Linked DNA regions of Mus musculus: regions 2 and 3 are each linked to region 1. Evidence: chromatin contacts called from public HiChIP or PLAC-seq and capture Hi-C data. All regions are on one chromosome and are shown on one strand. Each heading gives the region's core, a stretch centred on a gene start, on an enhancer-like site or on the middle of the called end of the contact. The rest is flanking DNA. Distances are from core to core; before and after follow the strand shown.

What was found. HiChIP or PLAC-seq counts read pairs in DNA pulled down with a chosen protein or histone mark. Capture Hi-C pulls out chosen DNA fragments and counts their contacts.
Region 2: a FOXA1 HiChIP or PLAC-seq map of pancreatic cancer cells shows a contact between it and region 1. The contact joins two enhancer-like sites. A contact is called at or near these places in 1 of 484 Hi-C or Micro-C datasets (embryonic stem cells) and 2 of 115 datasets of contacts at active chromatin or transcription factors (microglia and pancreatic cancer cells).
Region 3: a contact with region 1 is called in a capture Hi-C map of embryonic stem cells, with 2.7 times the contacts expected there. The contact joins two enhancer-like sites. A contact is called at or near these places in 1 of 484 Hi-C or Micro-C datasets (CD4 T cells) and 1 of 9 other capture datasets (embryonic stem cells).

What each region holds. Positions count from the first base shown.
Region 1 is chr8:106,817,759-106,822,631 of GRCm38.p6, reverse strand. Tango6 (transport and golgi organization 6) reads right to left here. Exons shown (of 18, transcript NM_173037.1): 17 at 4,063-4,176. Among named protein-coding and RNA genes, the nearest start is that of Gm34197, 27 kb to the left of the region's middle. Within about 2 kb of position 2,776, at least 59 of the 459 cell types and tissues checked have an H3K27ac peak or open chromatin away from gene starts, as enhancers often do. A contact at or near this core is called in embryonic stem cells and pancreatic cancer cells, where this site is marked.
Region 2 is chr8:106,568,405-106,573,277 of GRCm38.p6, reverse strand. It overlaps the pseudogene Gm10073. Among named protein-coding and RNA genes, the nearest start is that of 1110028F18Rik, 16 kb to the left of the region's middle. Within about 2 kb of position 2,642, at least 35 of the 459 cell types and tissues checked have an H3K27ac peak or open chromatin away from gene starts, as enhancers often do. A contact at or near this core is called in pancreatic cancer cells, where this site is marked.
Region 3 is chr8:107,000,152-107,005,024 of GRCm38.p6, reverse strand. Sntb2 (syntrophin, basic 2) reads right to left here. Exons shown (of 7, transcript NM_009229.5): 5 at 3,319-3,515. Among named protein-coding and RNA genes, the nearest start is that of Gm22085, 7.0 kb to the left of the region's middle. Within about 2 kb of position 2,269, at least 41 of the 459 cell types and tissues checked have an H3K27ac peak or open chromatin away from gene starts, as enhancers often do. A contact at or near this core is called in embryonic stem cells, where this site is marked.

The DNA.
Region 1 (4,873 bases), core at 1,527-4,026:
TGTGTGCCTCAGCAAATAACTTCTTAACTTTGTCCCTGCAGTGAAAGCCAAGAAGACAGACACTCCTGTGCACACAGTCAGCCCTCTAAGCCTGGATGCCTCTTAAACCTGCCTGCTCCCTCTCTCAGGCAGGTCGCTCACTGTATCACACAGACTGTGTGGCTGCTCTGGGAAGCAGTGCCAGCGTCACAGGACAGTGCCCAACGTCCACTGCCCTAATTACTGTTTTTGGAATAAATTTATGAATGTGTATATTCTAGACTACTGCATAGAACGAGCAAGTCCCTGGGCAGAGATCAAACATGGGAAGAGGGTGGGAGTCACGTGCCACCTCTTTACCCTGTTGCCCAGCTCGCTCTTTCTGTGTCAAGAAGGCTGTTCTTACCTCTGAAAGCAACACTAGTTACAGGTCCGAACAGGCCATGCCGCCTCTCCTGGGTATTCTTAGCAAATTTATCCTTCAATAAGGTTAGGTAGATAGGAGTTTAAAGAAGGTAACTTCTGGCTTATTAACTGTCATGCTGTAAATTAAATAGATACCATCTAAAGCTAAAACAAAGTTAAGAAGAGACCCATCTTCCCCCCTATGAGAAAGTGCATACAGATTTTGGGTTGACTGCCACAAAACAAAACTCTGGCTACTTTCAAATGGGAATGAGCTAAAAACTGCCTCGTGAACTAAGAGCAGTGGTGGCTTCCCTCTTTATCCTGCTCTATCCCTCTCCCTCCCTGTCCAGATGCCATCACCACAGGTTCTGGGCTTCACATCCATGAGCAACAGATGAAACCCAGCATTGTCTTCTGGCTGTAGCTGTAGAGACAGTGATGGAGCGGGACAGAACAGAAAATACACAACTTCACCAACAGAGCAGGGTTTTCACTTCAGCTGTTCCTGGGGGGCAAAACAGCTCCAAGGAGAAATGTCAGCGTGAGCTCTGGCCAGTGTCTCCACTCATTACAGCGCCCCGGGTGTAATCACACCACGCTTACAAGATTCCACACACCTGGTCTCAGGGATGCAGTGGGGAGACAGTCTTTCCGTCCTCCTTCCTTTCCTTCACTCACTGCGTAAGCACAACCTATAAGTTTCAGTGAGTGCGAGTAGAATGAGGCTTGGAGAACAGGAGAGGCATTTCCTGTCTACACCACATTTTGAAAGTGACAAAGATCTGCAAGACCACAGGCTGATTCCTGTTCGACGAGGTAGAGTGCTGCTTCCATTAGCTAGTTACAGACGAGAGACACCAGGATAATGTTTCCGTTCATTTCCCTTCCTGTAACCCATGTCAGTCTTGACCTTGCCATGTAGCCAGCGCAGCCACCTGATCCTCCTGCTCTCAACCCCTGAGTGCCAGGATCACAGGCACACGACAGCACAGCTGGCTTGGAGTTTCCGCTTCATCTTTCACTGTGCAAGCCCATCATTTCTCTCTAACTCACACACACATACACATTCTCCTTTGTGTGTGTTCATGTGTGCATACTGTAACTCACACTTGCTAAGGATTCATGAACTAACAGAATTTTTTCTTTTTGGGCCTTAGGGGTCAAAATCAGGGCCTTTAACCACGAAGTATGAGGTTTCCAAGTAAGCTACACTCCACAGCTAGAGTCTCAGAGATCCGCTTCATTGAATGCATGCGGCCCAGGAGCTCCTGTTCTGTAGCAGACAATGAACTTTAACCCCTGTCCCTCCTGCTTCTAGCTTCCAAGTTTTGGGATTACGAGGGTAAACCAACACACTGAGCTTAGATTTCTCCTTACAAAGCTGTAACTTAATATTAAATATATTTTATTATTTATTTGTGTGTAGATGTGTATCTGTGTGTGCCTGAGGTCAGATATATATCCTACTGGCTGAAGCTGGAGTTACAGGAAGCAGGGTGCTGACTAATATGGGTACTGGAAATGAAACTTGGGCCCTATGCAAGAACAGCGCATGATCTTAACTACTGAGCCATGTGTCCAGCCTTTAAACCGACTTTTATTGTTAATTAATTTTAGGCTTATAGAAGATTTTAATATAGAGTCCCGATATTCCCCTCACCCCATCTTCCCAGTTATTAGCAATTTATATGAATAGTGATATTGAGTAGGGACATAGTTTAGTGCAGACTAGAACATGTAAATCAACCCCTGGCCCCAAAAGGAAAAAAAAAACAGCAACAAGAACAACACGGGGACCATGATATATTTGCCAAAAGCTTCACAAGTTGTGTTGTGCTTGAGGTAGGCTCTTGCTCTGTAGCCCAGGCTATCCTTAAACTCATGATCCACCGGCCTTGCTTCCTAAATGCTGGATTTTAAATATCTGACACTAAGCCTAGCCTAAGTTGTTTCTTGAGTGGTTGGTGATTGAGTCTAGGGCTTTTCCTGTGCTGAGTGCTGGGCAGGTGCTAGACCGCTGAGCTACATCCCAGCCCTGTGGATCTTAACTAAGACAGAAAACAGCAAACCTTTCTTTTTCTTTTCTCTTGTATTGTATTGCATTGTATTGTTTTGAGACAGGGTTTCTCTGTGTGGCCTTGGCTGCTCTGCAGACCAGGCTAGCCTGGAACTCAGAGATCCACCTGCCTCTGCCCCTTGGTGCTACAATTAAAGGCGTGCACCACCACCCACCTAACACAGATGTTTCTTAATTCTCATGTGTACAACAGGTTTTCCATAAGAGCTGTGTTTTGTTGAGAATTTATAATTCATTTAATTCTATGAATTGTCAGGTCATGGTGCACGCGTCCCTGAGAACTCCATCACTGCACACTGCTCCTCTAGAGAAGCTTGGTGACTCAGCCAGACCCTTCTCCCCACGTCCTTTGAGTCACTATTAGCCACAGTCCCAATATCCATTTCCTGCCTTCCTTTTTGCTAACTAAACTTTGATTCTGTTCCAAGCAGAAATGTGCCAGCTAACTGCAACATGGAGATACCTTACAGTGGGGAGTGGTTAGGTGAGCATTCTGGCTAATGAATAAAACAAAAGTAAGTTGGGGTGGGGTAGGGGTGGTGATTCTAGGAAACTGCCCCCCCCCCCAAAGGGTGTAAATGTGCCTAGAACTGTCTCTCCTGCTATCCTTGGTTCCTGAGACTTGACAAAAACAGATCCTTACTTGTTGAGGCCACGATAGTCAGGCTTTTAAAACAAGTTCATGCCACATGAGCTCATTCAGGCCAACCCGCACCACAGACAGGGCGCATGAGAAGGCGGGCAGGCAGAGAGGCGCAGCTGAGGGTGACGATCAGGGAAGTGGCCCTTTGGAAGTTCAGCTGCCGGGCTGAACAATGGCAAGGAGGTACTGATGGAGGAAGCATGGCTGTGTGAGGTGGGAAGAGGGTGACTGAGAGTGCCTACATGTACAAACAGGCCTCCGCAACCTGACACGGTAACTATAAGCATGAATAAAGCTGTTCTGTGTGGCAGAACAATCACTCTCACAATGGCTTCCTGGAGGTTTGGTTAAATACTGATGTGCAGGCCACAGATGAGTCTGTGTGTGCCAGCAAGTGAATTATTAATGCAGGCTCTATCTGAAATCAGCTGGGAAGGCGGTTCCATTAGAAGCAAGAAAGAAATTAATTTGAGGTCACTTGATCTAGGCACACATTCGGATGCATAAACTTTCTTCCTATATTAGCTATACACCAGGGAGAGGTCCAATCAAACCCCCTGAAGGAAGAAAAAAGTGCCACAGTGGAAGTATGGACTGAAGTCAGGCCTGGCAAGGAAGCCAGTCTCTGACATGAAGCCTCTTGTGCCTAAGCATGAACAACGGAGTGAGTCAGAAATACCACTCACCAGAGTTCAGACTGCAGAGCACGGTGACTGCACTCCAAGCTCACCTTGGAACCTGCCCCGCGAGAGTGCCAGGACTCAGGGCCTCGGTAAGCCTGTGTGGTTTTCCTGAGTCAGTTACCGTGCAACTCTAATGCACTGCAGAGACTCTAGCTGGAGATGCAAATGATGAAAACTCTGTTGACCAGCTCATATCTAAGAAAAGGGTTGAGCTGGACCTGTACAAGAAGACTGGATATCAGGACAACGGAAGGAAGGGGAGGCGGGCTTACCTCTGTTGCTTTCTGGCTGAGTCCCCGAAGCAGCAGCACAACTACGTGGACTGCAGCTCTGCGCACTTGAACATCATTGTCTGTCTTAGCCACAGCAATCAGGCAGGCTGTCACCTAGGAGGGAGATGGGAGAAGTCAAGAGGAATCAGGGTTGCATAATTACCTACAGGCCTCCAACTGTCTCTCTCAGTCACAGTCCTCAGGAGCAGTCTGGCACTTGGGAGGCAGAGGCAGGTGGATTTCAGAGTTCAAGGCCAGCCTCGAAGTGAGTTCCAGGACAGCCAGCGCTACACAGGGAAACCCTGTCTCGGAAAATCAAAAAAAAAAAAGAAGAAGCTGAGATTTAGTGGCAGAGGTTTGGTATAGACAAGCTTTCCTGGAAAAGGTCATAATCTGATTGGAAATTCATGGATGGAACCAGGGAGTTTTTGAAAAAAGGAAAGGTCAAAATGCAAGATTCTCTCTAAACCTAGGGAAAGGGTGTTAGGTGCTCGTCTTTCGGAACTTCACATCAGAGGAAGGAGGGACTGGTCATGGTAGGTGCTAGGACCTAGCTAAGGAGTGTCAGTTCCCGGCCAGATGTTCTTAAGCCTCTGTGCAGCACAGGGTTAGGAGGAGAGAGAGACTCCTTCCCCTCTGCTGCCCACCCAGCCCTGCAAACCTAGTGTCCACTCTGGGAAGTCAGCACAGCCAGTTTCAAGTACGAGGACCCGAGTGTGAAATGTGCCCACACAAGAAGGAAGGAAAGAGAAAGAGAAGGTGGGGGAGGGATGGGGATGTGGGGAAGGGGAAGAGAGGGGGGAGGGAGAGG
Region 2 (4,873 bases), core at 1,393-3,892, 250 kb after region 1:
AGGATAAGATCAATGCCCTCATTAAAGCAGCTGGTGTCAGCGTCGAACCTTTCTGGCCTGGCTTGTTTGCCAAGGCTCTGGCCAATGTCAACATTGGGAGCCTCATCTGCAATGTAGGGGCTGGTGGGCCCGCTCCAGCAGCTGGAGCTGCGCCTGCTGGTGGTGCTGCTCTGTCCACTGCCGCTGCCCCAGCTGAGGAGAAGAAAGTGGAGGCAAAGAAGGAAGAGTCCGAGGAGTCTGAAGATGACATGGGCTTCGGTCTTTTTGACTAAACTGCTTTTGTTAAGTTGGCCAATAAAGAGCTGAACCTGTAAAAAAAAAACAAAAAAAACAAAAAAAAAAAAAAAACAAAGAACAAGCCAGGCGTGGTGGTGCACACCTTTAATCACAGCACAGCACTCAGGAGGCAGAGACAGGCAGATTTCTGATTTCGAGGCCAACCTGGTCTACAAAGTGAGTTCCAGGACACCCAGAGCTACACAGAGAAACCCTGTCTCTAAAAAAAAAAAAACAAAAAACAAAAAAAAAACCAAAACAAACAAAAAAACCCAAAACAAACCAAGACAAAAAAAAAAAAAAACCCAAAGAACAGAACACTCACATAATAAATAACTGTAATAAATAATCTAAATAAAAGCAATAACAAACTATAAACATGAACACAGAACAAGATTCAAGGGTGCCCTTCTCCAGTCTGAAGGTGGCACCTCCATCACCCAGGACTCTCCTCTCATTCTCTGCTAGTGTCTGAGAAGTCATGGAATCCTTCCAAGCAGCCCTGAATCCATTTCTGTTCTTGCCCCTTGCAATAGTTTGTATATGCTTGGGCCAGGGAGTGACACTATGAGAAGGTGTGTCCTTGTTTGAGTAGATGTGTCACAGTGGGTGTGGGCTATCATACCCTAGTCCTAGCTGCCTGGAAGCCAGTCTTCCACTAGCAGCCTTCAGATGGAGATGTAGAACTCTCAGTTCTGCCTGCCCCGTGCCTGCCTAGATACTGCCATGCTCTCACCTTGATGATAATGGACTGAACTTCTGAACCTGTAAGCCAGCCCTAATTAAATGTTTTTTATAAGATTTGCCTTGATCATGGTGTCTGTTCACAGCAATAAAACCCCAATGACAACAGACCCCCATGACCAAAATTAACTAAAGTTAGTTTGGCTTACAGGAGCTAGGGCATGGAGGGTCTTTTGTCACTGGCTTGCTTTAGGCTTGTTCAGTTTGCTTTTTTATACAACCCGAGATCACCTGCACAGGAGCAGCACCTTGCAATGTAGGTTGGGCCCTCCCTTGTTAATCGTTAATCCAGAAAATGTCTCTGCAGGCTTGCCTGAGGCGAACCTGATGGCGGCATTTTCTCAATTGAGGTTCCTTCTTCCCAGAAAACCCTACTTGTGCCAAGTTGACAAAAATCTGATGTGAAGAGTCACCATCTTTAACCAGGGATCAAGGTGGTCCAAGAGATCATCCCTTGTCCCCAGCCAGGTTCTTGTCCTGCCCTCCTCCAGTAATGGAGTGGGCAGACTGAGAGGAGTGTGACTGGGAGGTGCTTTATTATCAGTTTGAGATTAATGGTTTTAAACAGGATCAAACAACTTAAAAGAGACTGTAAGGTAAAGTCCTTTTTCACAATTAAGTTCTTTAAAGTACGAAGGTTTTCCTGTTGACAATCATTTCAAACTATAAATTTATGGATAAATATGTGTGCATATGATTTGTTTAATTTTGTTTTGTTTGAGACAGGGTTTCCCTAGGCAGTCCTGGCTGTCCTGGAACTTGCTCTGTAGATCAAGCTGGCCTGGAACTCAGAGATCCACCTGCTTTTGCCTCCAGAGTGTTGGGATTAAAGGCGTGTGCCACTAAGCCCAATTTTCAAACTTTAAATACACACACACACTCACTCACTTTAAGTTTTTAGATTTATTTATTTTGTGTGAGTGTGTTTGTCTATGAATTACATGTGTGCCTGATGCCCAAAGAGGGAATTAGATCCCCTGAAGTTGGAGTTCCAGTTGGACTGAGTCCCCATGATGCTGGGAACTGACCTTGCTGTCCTCTCGAGTTCTCTTAACCACTGAGCCCATATCTCTAGCCACCTGCAAATTGAAATTTAAATGAACTCCTCACATTGTGGGGTAGCCCACATAATTCTAGAGATGATCCTTGCAGAGAGCAGGATGGCCTTACTCACAATGCTCTGAGGGACTCTGTGAATGGGCAGGAGGACAGCTCTCACGACAGGGAACCTTCTCTCCTGTAAGGCTTAGGGCTCTAGCTGTGAATTTACTGCCCTGTCACCCTGCTGTGTGGTTCATCATTTATGCTCCCACTTTTGAGTGGGAGTTTTCTGAAGTGCTAATGCCGGAACCAGGGCAATTCACACCACTCGCTGTACCATTGAGCTACCAATATACTCAGGCTTTCGAGGGATTCTGTGAGCTCTTTTAAAAGCACTCTCAAGCAGCTGGTCACCCATGCTTTCTTCTCTCTAACCTCTGTCCTTATAGACACAGGAGAGCCCTATCTATCTGAAATCTTATTTTCCTGCCTCTGCATCCAGTTTACTGGGATTATAGACCTGTAGCACCTGGCTCACGCTCGGCACATGTTGATTATTAACTCAGCAAATGAGCTGGCCGGTTTTTATGGTTAATTTGACACACACAACCAAAGTCATTTGGAAAGAGGGTGCCTGTGGCCTTGTCTGTGGGTCATCTGTCATGGTGGATGATAGATGTGGGCGGGCTCTAGTGGGTGAGTGCACCATCCATAGGCAGGTGGGTCTCCAACCTATATGAGCAAGCTCTAGCTGTTCAGTGTGCCAGAAAGCAAGGCAGTAAGCAGTGTTCCTCCATGGGTTTTGTTCAGATCTTGCCCTGAATTCCCTCAGTGATGAACTGTAACCTGGAACGGGAAGTTAAATGGCCCTCTTCCTTCCTTAAATTGCTATTGTTGGGGCTGGAGAGGTGGCTCAGTGGCTAAGAGCACTGACTGCTCTTCCAGAGGTCCTGAGTTCAAATCCCAGCAACCACATGGTGGCTCACAACCATCTGTAATGGAATCAGATGCCCTCTTCTGGTGTGTCTGAAGACAGCAACAGTGTACTCGCATACATTAAATAAATAAATAAATTTTAAAAATTGCTATTGTTCAGAGTGTTTAATTACAACAGTAGACTAGACTAGCACAGAAATGAAGCCTGGGGCTGGGCATGATGGCGCACGCCTTTAATCCCAGCACTCAGGAGGCAGAGGCAGGCGGATGTCTGAGTTCGAGGCCAGCATGGTCTACAGAGTGAGTTCTAGGACAGCCAGGGCTATACAGAGAAACTCTGTTTCAAAAAACAAAAAGCAAAACAAAACAAAACAAAATAAAATTTAAAAAAGATAGAAAAGAAATGAAGCCTGGGAAGGAGACAGAGGTCTATAAACTAAGCACCCAGGAAGATGAGGCAGGAGGATAGACCATTTGAGGCCAGATTATCCTACAGTGAGACCCCGTCTTAAACATAATAAGGGTCTTATTTTGATGGGAAAGGGAGTATGCTACGGATTTAGGTCAGTTGGTAGAGGCCTTGCCTAACACACACCAAGCCTGGGTTTTCTCCCCAGTTTATAAAAGCTGGGGTGGGGATGATACATAAAATAAAGTAAAAAATTCAGGTATTCAGCACTGGAAGTAGCTTGTGGATCTATTTGTCTTTAGTGTAAGCACAGAATATTTCCATCATTGCAGAAACTTCTATTGGACAGCATTGCTTTTGGAGTTTCTCTACATATTTAAGTTAAATAACAACAACAACAAAAAAATCGTACCATCTTACTTTCTCCATTTCTCTCCAAAGGCATTGCCCTTTAAACACAGATCTCCATTTTTCCCTGTCTGCCAGTTCTCCTGGATCTTTCCACATCAACACACAGCAAGCTTCCCCTCTCTTTATTCTCAGGGGCAGAGCCTTCCTCAGTAAATGGGGCACACTATTTAAGCAGACCCCCACTAGTGGATAAAAGGTCACCGGCCATCTTTTGCTTATCCAGACAGCACAGCAGTGGAATGAACGTCCTTTGTCCACCTGTCATCTTGCATCTGTGTAAATGTCCATCAAAGACGACCAGAAGAATCAATTCTAGAACGCCAATTTGATCATGCTCCTATTCCCGCTGCGCACACACTCATGGCTCCTGCTGTCCTCCTAAGCCCCTGGAAAATTCCTGCCCAGCTCTCCATTTGGGCACAGCTTGGGCTCTCCCCCCCCCCCCCCGCATCACTTTTCCTTCCTCAGGATGGGACCCCATGTGGGAGGCATGAGATATACCCAGGGCGCCACCCAGGCCCAGGCACTTGGCGAAGACTCCATTCATATTTGTAGAATTCTGTGCAGCCACAGAGCTCTATCCACGAGCTCTCGGTTGTGTGTGTGTGTGTGTGTGTGTGTGTGTGAGTGCAAGGTAGGCAAGGACCAAGAAGGCTAGAAGAGGTGTTGGATGCCCTGAAGTGGGAGTTCCAAGCAGTTATTACAGACAACTGGGTCCTGGGAACCCAGGTCCTCTGCGAGAGGAGCAAGTGATCTTAACTGCTGAGCTATCTCCCCAGTCCATCTTTCCTTCCTTATTTTGGGACTCTTTAAAGATTTATTTATTTTATATGAGTATACTGTTACTCTCCTCAGACACTCCAGAAGAGTGCATTGGATCCCATTACAGACGGTTGTGAGCCACCATGTGGTTACTGGGAATTGAACTCCAGATCTCTGGAAGAGCAGTCAGTGCTCTTAACCACTGAGCCATCTCTCCAGCCCTGTCGTTTACTTTTTATTTTGTTAGAAAAAGGTCTTGGTATATAGGCCCAGGTGACCTCACATTTTCTCTCT
Region 3 (4,873 bases), core at 1,020-3,519, 180 kb before region 1:
ATACAAATAATAAATTAAAAACACTGTAAACCAGAAGAGGGACTGTGATGGCTAGTTTTATGTCAACTTGATACAAATTAGTCATCAGAAAGGAAGGAGTCTCAATTGAGAAAATGTCTGCATAAGATCAAACCTAGACAAGCATTTTCTTAACTAGTGATTGCTGGGGGAGGGGCCACTGTTGGGCTGGTAGTCCTGGACGTCATAAAAAAGCAGGCTAAACAAGCCACGGAGAGTGAGCCCATTAGCATCTTCTTCCATGCCCTCTGCATCAGCTCCTGCTCCAGGTTCCTGCCCTGCATGAGTGCCTGCCTTCACTGGTCTCAGTGATAAACTGTTCTATGGACCCGTGAGTGTAATCCCTTCTTCCCCAAGTTGTTTTGGTCATGACGTCTCATCACAGCAATAGTAACACTAAGACAGGGACGATGGGGAGAGAAGAGGAACAGTGTGGGATGAGACAGTGATGGCGGATGAACAGGGATGTGTGTGCATGAAAATGTCATGGTGACTGGAGGGGGTCCATCTCAGGGCCCACAGGACTCCAGTCCCAAGTGATCCAACCCCTCTTCTGGCCTCCATGGGCACTGCATTCATGTGGTGCACAGACATAATGAAATCAATATTATGTTAGCTAGAAAATTAAAACAATTTAGTTTTGGTAAGCTTCACAAAGCACTGCTAACGTCTGTCTAATGCACACCGGCCGACAGTACCACCATTCCTCTGATACCTCTTTCTTTTGCTTCCATGACACTCACCATCCCCACAAATCTGGTTTTCATTCCACTGCTCTGGTTCCTATGTCTTACACTCATAAGTGGAAGGGAACATTGGCTTTTTCACATCACAGGACATTACAGAATAGAAAGACACTCTAAGATAACATACTAAAGCCAGGAGTCAATCGGGGTTACACTGAAATGAATGTCAATCATATTACATATTACCTATCTTGTATTTTTGTGTGCATGCACAGGTACCTGTGTGTAGAGACCTTATGAATTGGTCCTCCCCAGGTGCTATCCACCTTATGTTTTGGAAACAAGGTCTCTCCTTGGTCTGGGCTCACCTATTTGGCTAGACTGGCTGGCCAGTGAGTCCTAGGGATCCCTGCCTTGACCTGCCCAGCCCTGGAAGTACACACACGAGCCAGTGCAGCTGGATGTCTACATGGGAAGTACACACACGAGCCAGTGCAGCTGGATGTCTACATGGGACGTACACACACGAGCCAGTGCAGCTGGATGTCTACATGGGACGTACACACACGAGCCAGTGCAGCTGGATGTCTACATGGGTTCTGGTAACTGAACTTGGGCCTTCATGTTGTGTGGCAAGCATTCACCTTCCCAGCCCATGCCTGTTTGTTTATTCTTTCTGTAGTGCTGAAGCCCGAATCCCAGGCCTCTCCATGGCGATACTGAGCTCTGCTTCCCATCTCCCAGTCTGTATTTCTTAAAATCAAAGACTGGTGTTGAGAGACCTCCTAATAATGTTTTCTACAAATCCTGCTACTGGGATCAGTTGTTTAGTTTTGTAGTTTTAAGTGGTTTCAATGTTTCTGGAGAGTCCTTTGACCTGACCCTATAGCACAGCAGGAGACAGATCAAAGCAAGAGGGGGAGGAAAGGAGGGAGGGGAGACACACACACATACACACACACACACACACATCACATGGGGTGGGGGTAGGGAGAGAGAGAGAGAGAGAGAGAGACAGACAGACAGACACTCTGATTGACTCAGGCTTTTTGAGCATTATAGGACAACTTCGAAGGGAGTAGGCCCCAGAAATTGACAACTAAGGTGACTATTATATTACTAGAGGAAAACACCAGGAATTTATGCTCACTGGTAAGTAGAAACTTTTAAAAACAACAAATTATGAACGGCTGGGGTAGCATCCCTGGTCAATGGTGTAAGAAAAAAACGCCTTATTAGTCTCTCCACAAACTAACTACAGAGAACAACAGGATGGCGTCTGTCCTCTCCTCACATCTCTCTGGTCAGGGACAGGGAGTAGATCTTATTTACTTTATCTCTATCATTATAAAGCCTAGCTCTTGCTAAATAGTGCTCAGCAAATATTTGTTGATTTAATGAATGAAGGGGACTGATACTGTCTGTCCTTCAGGTATTTAATCCGGTCAGGAGTATGAGTCATCTGGAGAGGGAAGGAGGGGCTTAAGGCACTGCCTGTATATAAGCCACACTGACCCTTGTTTCATGAAACGGAAGGGCAAACTGGAATACCTGTATGTTTACAGAGTGTATATGAAACACCAAGTTCATAATGTCTGCCACCAGGGGCACATCCACTGTGGAACAAAGCAACCAGCAGGGACTCGCCACTAGAGGGAGCGCCCAGAGTGGAAATGAGGCAACCAACTCCTGAATGTTGGACAGACATTTTCAAGCTTTTGAAGAGAAACTCCTACTCCATACACGTTATTTTCCACAGCCACAAACTGCCAGATACTTGTATTTGAGGGCGTATGGATGGCCTTAAGTGCCAAATCTTCTTAACTGTAGTCAGTGCATCTAATTCTTATTGCCTGGGTTCTTACACTATTAAATGTAGATTACAATGATACACAGTGAAAAAGCCACGTGGTAGTATGGTGGTCAGTGCTACATGGCAGGCATGGGAAAGGTCTGGTACTTAGACAGATAACAGATTTCTTTCCTCCACCACCACTTCAGCTACCGTGTTTTAATAGCTTACAATCAGTATGCAAAACAATGGTTTTACTTTACAGCTGAGTAACTTCACCTAATTACTATTAGAGGGCAGGAGAGATGGTTTAGCTTTTAAAGGTTCATCCTTTGGTTTTCTAAAGGATTCCAATTTGATTCTCAGCACCCACAAAAGCAAATTCTGTTTCACTGTCTGCCCTTTTCTGGTCTCATGGGGCACCTGCACACTCATGGCATGTATGTACACACAAGGAAATGTGCACACACTGATAAAGATAAGGCTTGAAAAAACTAATAATTATGGTTAGAATCCAGGACCAGGAATGAGAGTGCACACCTGTGACCCCAGCACTGGGGAGGTGAGGCAGGGGATCAAGAGTGCCAGGCTGGGCTGTGTGAGACCCTGTCAAAAACAAGCAGGAAGGAAGGAAGTTAGGAAGGAGGGAGGGAGGGAGGGGGAGAGAGAGAGAGAGAGAGAGAGAGAGAGAGAGAGAGAGAGAGAGGGAGAGGGAGAGGGAGAGGGAGAGGGAGAGGGAGAGGGAGAGGGAGGGAAGAAGGGAGGGGAAAAAGAAAAAGAGAGAGAGAGATAGATAGGAAGGCCAAACAAAAGTATCTCTACCTAGGGAGACTTCCTTGATCAGCTCAGCAGCAGCATGGCAGCCCTGAACAAGTATTCTGGTCCAGGTCGACAAATCCCGATGAGTTTCAACCCTGAAGAGATGCATCTCAATGCCCTGCCGAGAGCCTGTCCTGGTAGCAAAGGTCAGGTCAGATCCAAGGGAGGGTGACCGACATCCAGAACCTGAATGAACCAACCTAGGACCACAAATAGAACAGAAAGCTAAGGTGATCATTACCTTCAACAGTTTTTGGATGAATGCATTTCAAAGCCAAATTATGATATTTTTTAAAAGATTTATTTATTTATTTTATGCATATGAGTACACCACCATTGCTCTCTTCAGACACACCAGAAGAGGACACCAGACCTCATTACAGATGGTTGTGAGCCAACATGTGGTTGCTGGGAATTGAACTCAGGAACCTCTGGAAGAGCAGTCGGTGCTCTTAACCACTGAGTCATCTCTCCAGCCCCAAATTATGATATTTTGATATCCTTTAATCTGATAGAATAGTCCCTGGTGTCACAGGAGGCAGGATATTACTTACTGTCTTCATAAAGAAAATACCGGGCTGGTGAGAATGGCTCAGTGGGTAAGAGCACCCGACTGCTCTTCTGAAGGTCCGGAGTTCAAATCCCAGCAACCACATGGTGGCTCACAACCATCCGTAACGAGATCTGACTCCCTCTTCTGGAGTGTCTGAAGACAGCTACAGTGTACTTACATATAATAAATGAATAAATCTTTAAAAAAAAAGAAAGAAAGAAAATACCTACCAACAGAAAAAGAGATGCAGAAAATTCTTCGGGGGCTAGAGAGATGACTCAGGTTAAGAACACCTGCTACTCTTCCAGAGGACCTGGGTTTGATAGATGGCAGTTCAAAACCATCTCCTATACCCTCTTTTGTCTTCCATAGGCACCAGGCACACACATGATTCACAGACATACATAGAGGCAAAACATTCATTTACAGAAAAAAATGCTTAATTTCAGGCCGGCCTAAAACAAATCAAAACACCACACACAAAACAAACAATGGCACGTCCCATTCAGTGAACTAGGAGAGGAAGTCCTATCATCAGCTATCACATGGATGAACTTTGAGGATTTTATATCAAATGAAATGAGCATCACAAAAAAATCCAAAACATGCATGCTCTCCTTATATGCAGCATCGAAACCTTATCCGGATTTATAATTTCCCTTGAAAAACAGATTTTTATCACAGGCAACAATTAGCACCAGTGTTTTCCTTAGATGACAGAGCACTTCAGTCATTTTAGACACAGAACTGAGCATGGTGGGCTATTAATCAGTCCCTCCTCCAAGGGGAAACTGAAGTTCATGAGGAGCAGCTGGAGCTCAGCTCAGGACTCAGGAACACCAGCCCTTTTCCTTGCAGCATGGCTCACCAGATCATACTTCAGAATGAAGTACAAGCAATTTCTCAGCTTAATAATTCATATTTCATCATGTAGAATCTTAAAAAGATGGATAAAGCTGATAATTTGTGCTGTGCTGTGCTGTGTGTGTGTGTGTGTGTGTGTGT